3 separate regions of the Mus musculus genome follow, and regions 1 and 3 are each linked to region 2. A link is a contact called in public ChIA-PET and HiChIP or PLAC-seq data. All regions are on one chromosome and are shown on one strand. The core of a region is the stretch at or near the end of the contact, and the rest is flanking DNA. Distances in the headings are between cores, read along the strand shown.

Region 1 (3,073 bases), core at 353-2,852, 220 kb before region 2:
GACTGGGAAAGGACAACAAGAATTAAAGAACTCTCCCAGCCCTCGGCCACACTGATGGGAGCTCAGTTAATCAATGTCCACGTCCCACCTCCCTGTCTCCCTTCCCTTCTCCCCCAGGCCAGGTTATCTTGCTTCTGAGCGGAAGAACAGAGGGCTGGATCGAGTCAGTTGCCAAAGACTGACTGGTATCTCAGTGGAGCAATGGATGATGACATGGGGGACTCTGCCTAGCTTTCTGACACATGGGCAGCAGCCCCAAGTCTGTCTGTCCTTCTAGGCATGAACTGGTCCATTTGTCAGAAAAGGATGAGCCCTGTCACTGGAGTCACAGTAACCCCATCAGTTCCTTCTCTGCTACCTACTTTGTGGCCTTGGCAAGGGACATCAGTGGAGCCCAGATCCCATCCCTAACACCTAGGATGCTAAGAGAGGAAACCAGCCCCCGGTGCTCCCAGCCCTCCTCCCTGCTAAAGCCTATGTCCCTCATCTAGGAAACAGGATAATGAGTATTGTTCCCCGTGAGAGGGTGAAGAACAAAGGAGACCAGCAGGTGAAGTTCCTGGCAAGGCGCCTAGGGGACAGAGAACTTGCAAAGGCTTTTCAGCTGTGCTCCTGAATCCCCGCCTTGCCCCCGGCCTGGCCTTTCTCTTCTGCACCCATCTTTCTTAGGAGCTATTCTCCAGGGGTTAGAGTTTAATACATGCAGAGCTGCCTTGTTATGCTTTGTGTGGGGCGGCTGGGACCCCCCCAACTCTCCCCTGCAGGAGCCTGTGAACCCTCTTTGTTCCCCTCCACCCCAGAGCTGGGCAGGGCAACTGGGGCTGCCTGCAAGGGGCCCAGCAGGGCAGCCAGGGGTGGTTACTGAGGAGATGAATGGGTGGCTTAGGGTGTCTGTCTGGCCTCTCTTGTTTGTCTTCCTGTCCTTCTCTTGGGATCCAGTGTACAGGCTCTGACCAACTGGAGGTTCTGACCTGGGCAGGAAAAGCTGGAGGGTGGCCTCATAGAGTCTGTTGATGTGAGCCTCAGAGGGGTGCTGGGGTGGGGTAGAGAGGCAATGAGCATGTGCAGAAGGAGCCAGGAGAGCGCCTGCGCAGCCAATCACGGCCATCTTGCAGAATGCAGGTGCCTGTAGGATGCAGCCTCCCAGGCTTTCAGGGTGGCCGGGCACCTGCCATCATCTGACCCTGGGGATGTCCCCTGCTCAGTCTGGCACAGTGAGGGCTCAAGAACTAGGCCTTGAGAGCAACAGATGGGGGACAGCAGCAATTTCCAACCTCCCCAAGTGTCTTCAGCTGTGTTTTAAGTCGGGATCCCTGTGATGGCTAAGCCCGTGTTGCAGGCTGGCACAGTGGGATTAGCCAGGCTGGTACTATCTATGCAAAGCAGGGGCTGGTTCTGATCCAGCAGCACGGATGGGAGCAAGGATGTCTGTGCTGCTCTCAGCCGTGCGGGGGGTGGGGGGACGACACAGATCCGCTAGGGTTTCCTAAAGTTCTGAGGGCTGCTGAGTGAGAAGGAAGGGCGGGGGATACAGCAGGGATAGGAAGTGGTTTCTGATGACTAAGGGCACACCTTTTCCTCTTACATCTGCGTGTGGCACAATCAGCTCAGACCCAGAGGTCCCTTCAGACCTCCAGAAGCCAAGATCACTCATATCCTGCATGTACCCAGGACGCCAGGCCTGTCCTCCGCACTCACCTCCCCGGCCACAAAGAACAACAGCGGCGCCTCCTCTTCTTTGGCTTTGTACTTGGCAATGATCTTCTCAGCTATTGGCTGGATCAGCTGTTTGGCTGCCTCGGACTCTCCGTCGTCCTCAGAGTCTGTGACAGGGGAACAGAAAAAGAAGGACAAGCAACTCTAAATTGTCAAATCTCAGTGACCAGAGATGGGCCTGAGACACACTGGGCTCACTAGACACAAACAGCTCAGTGAGCAGTTCGAACCCTACCCACCAGCATGCAGCGCCTGCCATGAGGTTCTTCACAAACCTATACAGGGTTTGTATAGGTTGCTGCTCCCATGCCTACACCTGAGCCCCTAGGAGTGTTCTCCCAGTCACAGAGCCGAGGACTGTGGTCCCCTCTGCAGCTCTGGTGGTGATGGGACTCCACACCTGCTCCAAAGCTACCTGGTAGGCAGACCTGCTTGGGACGACCTGCAGGAGAACATGAGGAATGGCCACATGAGGCTGAGGCTGCTGAAGCCTGTGGTGGGAGTCAGCATAGCATCCTCACGAGGCACACAGAGGATACAGGAGTCTACCCACAGGTGTCATACTGCCCAAGAGGCTCATGGTGACCAGACACGATCTCTGGGGACACCTTCATCTAATTTACTATCCAACTTGTCCTGCTTCTCAGGGACTTGGTTTCCACATTTCTGGAGAAAGCCAAAATGTCCCGAATTGTCCCCAGGTTCAGAGCTCTTTCCAAACAGGGCCCAGGATGTGGGTGTGAGGACCTGCAACAGGCAAGACAACCCCACAGGAAAAAAAAATTCAAGACTGCTTCTCTGTGACAGGCCTTCCTACCTAAGACTGGCCCAGTCTGCTTATCAGCTCTGATGCTAGGGTCCCGAAACCAGACCCCAGAGAATGTAGCAAGGTGCTGAGGGTACTCCCCAGGCCTCCTTGGCCATGGGTGGTGAAAGCATCCTGAGTCATGCCACAGTCTGCAGGGATACTTTCCTATCTTTCTACTTAGCCACGAGACATAGCTTCTGAGGGTGAAGGAGCGGGGTTCCACCTGGTAGAGCCGGGCCAGCTCTAGTGGCTCCCCGGAATTGCTCATTAGAGCATAGGAAAGTGGCAGCAGGCCTGGATGAGCCTTAGCCCGAGGGGGCCCCACCCCCTACAGCTGCTATGCAAGCAACACCCTCCCCATCTCCCTTCCCAACAAAGGGTCTGTTCATGGGGGGCTGGGGCCATCTTCCTGCCTGACCTGTTGCCCAGCTGGCAGCAGGAGCAGTAGCTGCTCCAGACCACCGCCTGCAGGGGGATAGCCATGAATAAATCATTGGGGTCAAAAGCAAGGCTGCTAGGGAGACAAAGACCCCAGATCAACACTGTTAA
Region 2 (2,917 bases), core at 353-2,852:
CAGCCCCCATATCAATCACCTCAGACTTCTGTGGACAGGGAAAGATCACCAGGGGAAGCAGCTGGGTCCCCAACTACCAGAACTATAGCATTCTGGGAAACAATGCCTCATGATTTCCTCTTCCTAAAACAGCAGTAATGAGAACAGCAACAGCAGCAGGCATTTTCAGGCATCAACTCACTCCTGCAACCATCCAGGTGGCTACTGGTACCCCTCTTCACGGAGAAGGAAGCTGAGAACAGGAGGGTAAGCTGTCACAGGACCACCTATGGCAAAGCCAGGATTCAAACCCAGCTGTGACGAGCTCTGGTTGTGCTTGTCCCTACAACACTTGTGGCCTTGAAAACATGGCTGTCAGGATACAGGTATCACCTTCAACATTCAAGTTCTCTCCAGCCCCAAAAAAGTTCATAATGTGTCTATCAATCCACTCATTTGTTCATCTAGCAGTGGAGTCCATTAGTTCTGGGAGTCTAATGAGAAGAAAATACAAACTGTTCCAGAGTTTACACTGGTGGGCACAGTAAAGATGGGAAAGACAGGTGCATTTTAAATAAGTGTTCATGAGGGACAAACATGGGGCCTGGAAAGGCTTTTCTGAGGTCATTCCAACTTGGGCACTGATGGAGAGAAGCCAGGTAAATGGGGAAGACCATTTACGGTCTACAGAGGTCAGGAAGTGTTTTGGTCTAAGCAGGCTCAGGCAGAGCTAAGGGGGAGGGTGTCATGGAAGCCTTAGCAACAAGAGGACTTCTGTGAACATCCTCCAACATTAAACCTGTGCTCTTCTCCTGTGAACAGCAGCAGGTAACACCGGCTGATACTCTCTACTCTGGAACCAACTGTTAGTTAGGACCATATCCAGCCAACTGCTTCACTTTGTAAAGGCAGCACTGGGATGCAACAGCCTTCCAAGGTCTCAGGTAAGCGTCATCCTCCTGCAGCCTCCTCACACACTTCTCTGTCCATGGAGTGACAGAGGGACCTGCGTCCTGGCAGAGGAAGCTCCATTCCAGTGCTCAAAGGACTCCCATGCAGACAAAGCCAGCATTCCCCAGGAACATTCACACACAGGACCTGGCTCTGCCGCTCTCTCTAGAAGCACTTTCAAGGCTCCACTAGGATGGGGGCTGGGGTTGAGGATCCAAGTCCAATTGCCCTAAAGAACCCAGGTCCAGACCGGCCTCCAAGGGCTTGGAGGTGACCCAGGCCTCAAGAGGGCTAGAGTGACCAGTTCTAACACCAGTCTGCCATAGAGACATGCCCTCATGGGAGACTCACCAGTTTCTGGAAAAGATGGCCCATGGTGACCTGGCTGTCCCACTGCTGCACCTTGGGGCAGAGGTTGTCGTAGAACTCCTTGTGGATCTCGTAGATGTCCTGGATCTTGTAGAAGATGGTCTCAATCTGTTGGATGGTGAGCACAGGCTGGGAGGTGGTGGCTGTGGCCTTCAGGGGTTTCATGGGCTGAAGAGGAAGAGGAACAAAGTACAAAGGTGGTGATGAATGAACCAGAGCGTTCGTTGGCAGGTCCTGGGCAGATTGTGACACTGATTACATGCAGCGCCGCCCAAGTTCTGCCTAGGCAGGGCCGCTGAAGTCAGAGCACCTGAAACACGATTTCTCAGAGCTGCTGTCACAGGTCCCAACAAGCCACATGCAGAGAGAGGGAACCTGGCAGCAGCGATCTGACATAGTAGCCACAGCACTTCCCTTCCCCAACACAACCTTAGCTCACAACCCCTGGCTCGTTTGTGTGTGTTCACTGGTCCATTGAGCAGGTTCCTAGTCTCTTCCACAATGGCCTCAGGCCCCAGTCATAAGCCTCCTTGTCATGCTTCAGTGGGACAGTGTTACCTGGGAGGCCAGCTCCTTGGCTGTTTCCTTTTGAGAAACAGAAGGCAGTTCTAGTACTCAGGAGGTAAAACCAAAGAGAGATTCAACACTAGCTCAAGCCAGATCTGTACTGGAAGCACTCCAGAGGCTGAGGCAGGAGGATTGCAGGCCAGCCTGGGCAACACAGTGAGAGCCAGTCTCAAAAAAGAAACCAATGTTAGCTCAGAGAGGAACGGGTACATACATGCCACCCTCCTACTTTCCACATCCGTGGCAGACATGCAGACATTACTAAGCGAGCGTGATGATCTTTCCCACTGAGTGTGGTTTTGGTCACAAGACTCTTTCTCAATGCCTGTTGACATGAAAATGAAAGCAGCTAGTCATCCTTGCTCATCTATACCAAGATCACCAGCACCCTCAGTGGAAGGGGCAGTGACTGTCCCTGGCAGTGACTGGGCAATGGCCCAGCAAGAGACAGGGTGTAGAAATATGGACAGGGAAGGCACACATAGGCAAGGGAGAACAGCCTACAACCTTAAGGCAGTATGGAAAGGGTTTCCCTGCAGACCTGGGAGCAGTGGGAGACGACAGAGTCAGCATGGACTCACCAGAGCTGTCAGCGACACACAGGATGAGGCTGTGGGCCGACTAAGGAGAGAAGCATTCCAGGAGAGAGTGTGAGAGTTAACAGCTGAGGTGCTGGGCCGTGAGATCACCTACACCGAGGGAAGCAGAGCTACCAATGGCTCCTTCAGTGCTATGACAGCCAACCTGGGTTCATCACAGAGGCCAGCCTTCCATCCTAACTGTACTCCATCTTCCTGATGACAGTGGCTAAGCCCAAGTCTCATATATCCAGACAATGTCCAACTGTTGACTTTCTTTGTCCTCTACATTCTACAAAGTCCGGAAACAAGACAAAGCCAGGCCCAAGAAGACCCACTGACCCTCCTGGCACTAGAACCAAGTAACCTTTAGTAACAGGTTCTTGCTAAAAAACAGGATGGGATTCAATCTTGGTCAGGGCAGGCAGTATGGGCTGCAGCCAGAGTCTGCCATTTACTAGTTGGAAGCAAGT
Region 3 (2,851 bases), core at 347-2,846, 170 kb after region 2:
CCATGCTGCTGGGCTCTCACAGATGGTCTAATGTGTCGTCCTGTAGCGGAGAGCGTCTAAAAACCGGCGGTGACGCGCCCTCTGCTGGACTAAGGCCGTTCTGCAACCAGCGGACTCTGTAAAGCTAGGTTGGACAGCGACAGGAAGGAAGCTCAAATCCAAACAGCATCGTCATATTATCCCTGCTGGTTCCTCCCAAAGACCAACTCAAACTCCCCAAAGGCTTACGTCTACATAGACAGATCCAGTATCTCGCTCCCCTAACCACCCGCAACTTCCCTACCGCCCAAGAACACAAACTTATAAGGAATGAATGATGGGTTAAAACTCCTCACTGTACTGGCCAAAATCATGATCTCCTTTAGTTTCTCAGTACCAGTATTGGACGCGCTCTTTGGAAAATACTGAACTAACTGGTTTGAGGAGCAGTCAGTAGTATTTATGAATATTCGTAAGGCTCTGGGTTCCATCCCCAACACCAAAGAGAGAGAGAGAGAGAGAGAGAGAGAGAGAGAGAGAGAGAGAGAGAATCTGCGTGACTTTATATAGACTTTGTAAGTGCTGGGGATGGAACTTGGGGACTCACAAGGCAAATGTTCTAATGCTAAGCCATAGCCAAGCATGATTATCTTTTCCTTGATTTATTATTTTGGGCGTTGGGGGTGGAACCCAGGGCCTTCAGCATGCTGAGAGTTGCTGTACTGCTGAGCTAGACCTCGGCCCTTTCACCCCCATTTTCTGCAGTAATGAGAAATGGATAATGATGCAGACAGCTGCAACGGCAAGGTCCATATCTTACTTATTGGCATCTCTGTTCCCAGGATTTTCTTAAAAGGTTTTAACGCCCGCCCCCCCCCCCCACTAATCTCTTCTAAACAGTGGTAATTATAAATCCCCAACAAAAACCCAGAGGCTTGTGTGCCTCTCTCAGGCTTTTCATTTTAATAGATCCACTAATTAAAAGGTATAATTTAACAAATAATGACCTAATCATCTCACTCTGAAATCAGACGGAAACCCACTACTAAAATGTTGGACTGGGTAGCGATAATGGATCCGGGCTCAATTCAGCCCCCTGCTGGGTCCAGCCTGGCCCTCTTCCAGCTGCCTTTGATTAGCTGCAATGGTTTTCCAAGCCATTTAGAGCACACCCACTAGAGAGAGGAGAAGTGAGCAATTTAAGGGGCTAAGTGGTTTTTTGGACCCACTCCCACTGCTGACAGCACAAGACAGAATGCTTACCCCTTCCTCACCCTTAGTCACCGTCACTTGGTCAATCCCGTTTTCTCCCCTTCCTTCTCTGCCCCCTGCGGGGAGAACGCTGCTTGAGCAGTGGGAAGCAGGAAGGGGTTGTGGCAAGGAAGAATAGCCACGAAACCAGGTGATGCCCCTCGTATCCAACATCGGAAGTGGTTAATGAAACAACAATAAGTCAGGAAGGCAAGATTGCTTCCCACCTACCCCACCCCCTCCGTTCGCTGGGAATAGGGCATCTGTGCCAGGTTAAAAATAGCCTTGTGTTCTGAAACCTCCCCCGCTGCCCGAGCTCACGCCAGTCTCCTGTGCCACCCAGGGCTCAGAAGGAACTCATTCTGCATGGCAGGAGAGCCTCAAAGGCTGGCCCCTTTCTGGAGTCCTAAGGAGACTGGGGACTTTGAAGACAGCAGGGAGTGGCAAAGGCTCCCTCGTGCGGCTGAGGCAGGAACTGCTAGATGAGACCCAGGAGGATACAAGGCCTTGTAGGGCTTGTAGGGTTTTGGGAGCAGTGTGCCTGCTCGAGGAAGCAGTTTCCAAGTCTTGCTCCGTTGTTCTGGTTTCCTTTCTGATCTTGTGATAAAACTCTCTGACCAAAAGCAACCTAAGGGCTTATTTCATCTTACATATATATGCAAGTCACAAGTCCTTCGTTGAGGGAAGTCAAGGCAGGAACCTGAAGTGGGGACTGTTTGCTAGTCCATGAAATACTACCTCTGACAAGGATATGAACTCATGGCCCAAGAAAGTACAGCAGGAGCCATGACAGATGCTACTTCCTAATTGGCCGACATGTGGTCTCATGCCTAGTTAGCTTTTATATATATATATATATATATATATATATATATATATATATATATATATATATAAAACCACCTGCCTAGGGCTGGTGCTGCCCACAGTGGGCTGGGCCCTCCTGCATTGATTAATAATAAAACATTCTCCCACCATCAGATCTAGACAGTTCCTCAGCTGAGGCTCCCCTCTTAAATGACTCTGTGTCAAGTCATGACTGTGTCAAGATGACAGTGGAAGCCAACTAGGACAGTTGTATTCCTATCCCCATGAGCATAGCTTGAAAAGCTACCTCCATTCATTTGTGGGGTTCAAGAAGGACACTAGCCTATCGGGTGGTGGACCACACCTTTAATCCCAGCATTCCTGAGAGGTGGCTTAGTGGATCTCAGAGTCCTCCTCCTTGCAAAGCTGTTAGTTTCTGAGGGGCCACAGCCAGTCTCCCTTCACTCTGTTGTGTGTCTGCTCTGTGGCTGTGAAGATAGTGGTCCTGAGACCCAGGCCTGTATTAGATTTTCATCATTGTAGTAAAACACCTGAGATGGGCTTGCTTTATAAAGGAAAGAGGTTTATAGGGCTGGGGAGATGGCTCAGTGATGAAGAGTTTTGCTGATCTTATAGAAGACGTGAGTTTAGTTCCCAGGACACACACTAGCAGGCTCACAATTGCTGTAACCCCACCTCCAGGGGACCCGATGCCTTCTTCTGGCTTCCAGGAGCATCAGCACACTGTGGCACACATCCACACACATCCATATACATAAATAAAAATCGATTTTAAAAATAGAGAAAAGAAGTT

What was found. ChIA-PET counts read pairs in DNA pulled down with a chosen protein or histone mark. HiChIP or PLAC-seq counts read pairs in DNA pulled down with a chosen protein or histone mark.
Region 1: a contact with region 2 is called in an RNA polymerase II ChIA-PET map of memory CD8 T cells, with 178 read pairs. The contact joins two enhancer-like sites. A contact is called at or near these places in 5 of 115 datasets of contacts at active chromatin or transcription factors (embryonic midbrain, embryonic stem cells, memory CD8 T cells and 1 more) and 1 of 9 other capture datasets (liver).
Region 3: a FOXA1 HiChIP or PLAC-seq map of pancreatic cancer cells shows a contact between it and region 2. The contact joins two enhancer-like sites. A contact is called at or near these places in 2 of 15 datasets of contacts at CTCF or cohesin (the NIH/3T3 cell line and large pre-B cells), 6 of 484 Hi-C or Micro-C datasets (LSK cells, bone marrow-derived macrophages, cortical neurons and 2 more), 14 of 115 datasets of contacts at active chromatin or transcription factors (the HPC-7 cell line, bone marrow-derived dendritic cells, bone marrow-derived macrophages and 10 more) and 2 of 9 other capture datasets (macrophages and pancreatic islet).

The regions. Positions count from the first base shown.
Region 1 is chr11:76,259,844-76,262,916 of GRCm38.p6, forward strand. Nxn (nucleoredoxin) reads right to left here. Exons shown (of 8, transcript NM_008750.5): 7 at 1,699-1,823. Among named protein-coding and RNA genes, the nearest start is that of Mrm3, 18 kb to the left of the region's middle. Within about 2 kb of position 1,603, at least 88 of the 459 cell types and tissues checked have an H3K27ac peak or open chromatin away from gene starts, as enhancers often do. A contact at or near this core is called in memory CD8 T cells and pancreatic cancer cells, where this site is marked.
Region 2 is chr11:76,477,714-76,480,630 of GRCm38.p6, forward strand. It overlaps Abr (active BCR-related gene), which reads right to left. Exons shown (of 23, transcript NM_198895.2): 4 at 1,282-1,467. Among named protein-coding and RNA genes, the nearest start is that of Timm22, 72 kb to the left of the region's middle. Within about 2 kb of position 1,603, at least 150 of the 459 cell types and tissues checked have an H3K27ac peak or open chromatin away from gene starts, as enhancers often do. A contact at or near this core is called in bone marrow-derived macrophages, memory CD8 T cells and pancreatic cancer cells, where this site is marked.
Region 3 is chr11:76,646,090-76,648,940 of GRCm38.p6, forward strand. All of the region lies in intron 1 of Gm46288 (a long non-coding RNA gene), which reads left to right. Among named protein-coding and RNA genes, the nearest start is that of Gm46288, 21 kb to the left of the region's middle. Within about 2 kb of position 1,597, at least 51 of the 459 cell types and tissues checked have an H3K27ac peak or open chromatin away from gene starts, as enhancers often do. A contact at or near this core is called in bone marrow-derived macrophages and pancreatic cancer cells, where this site is marked.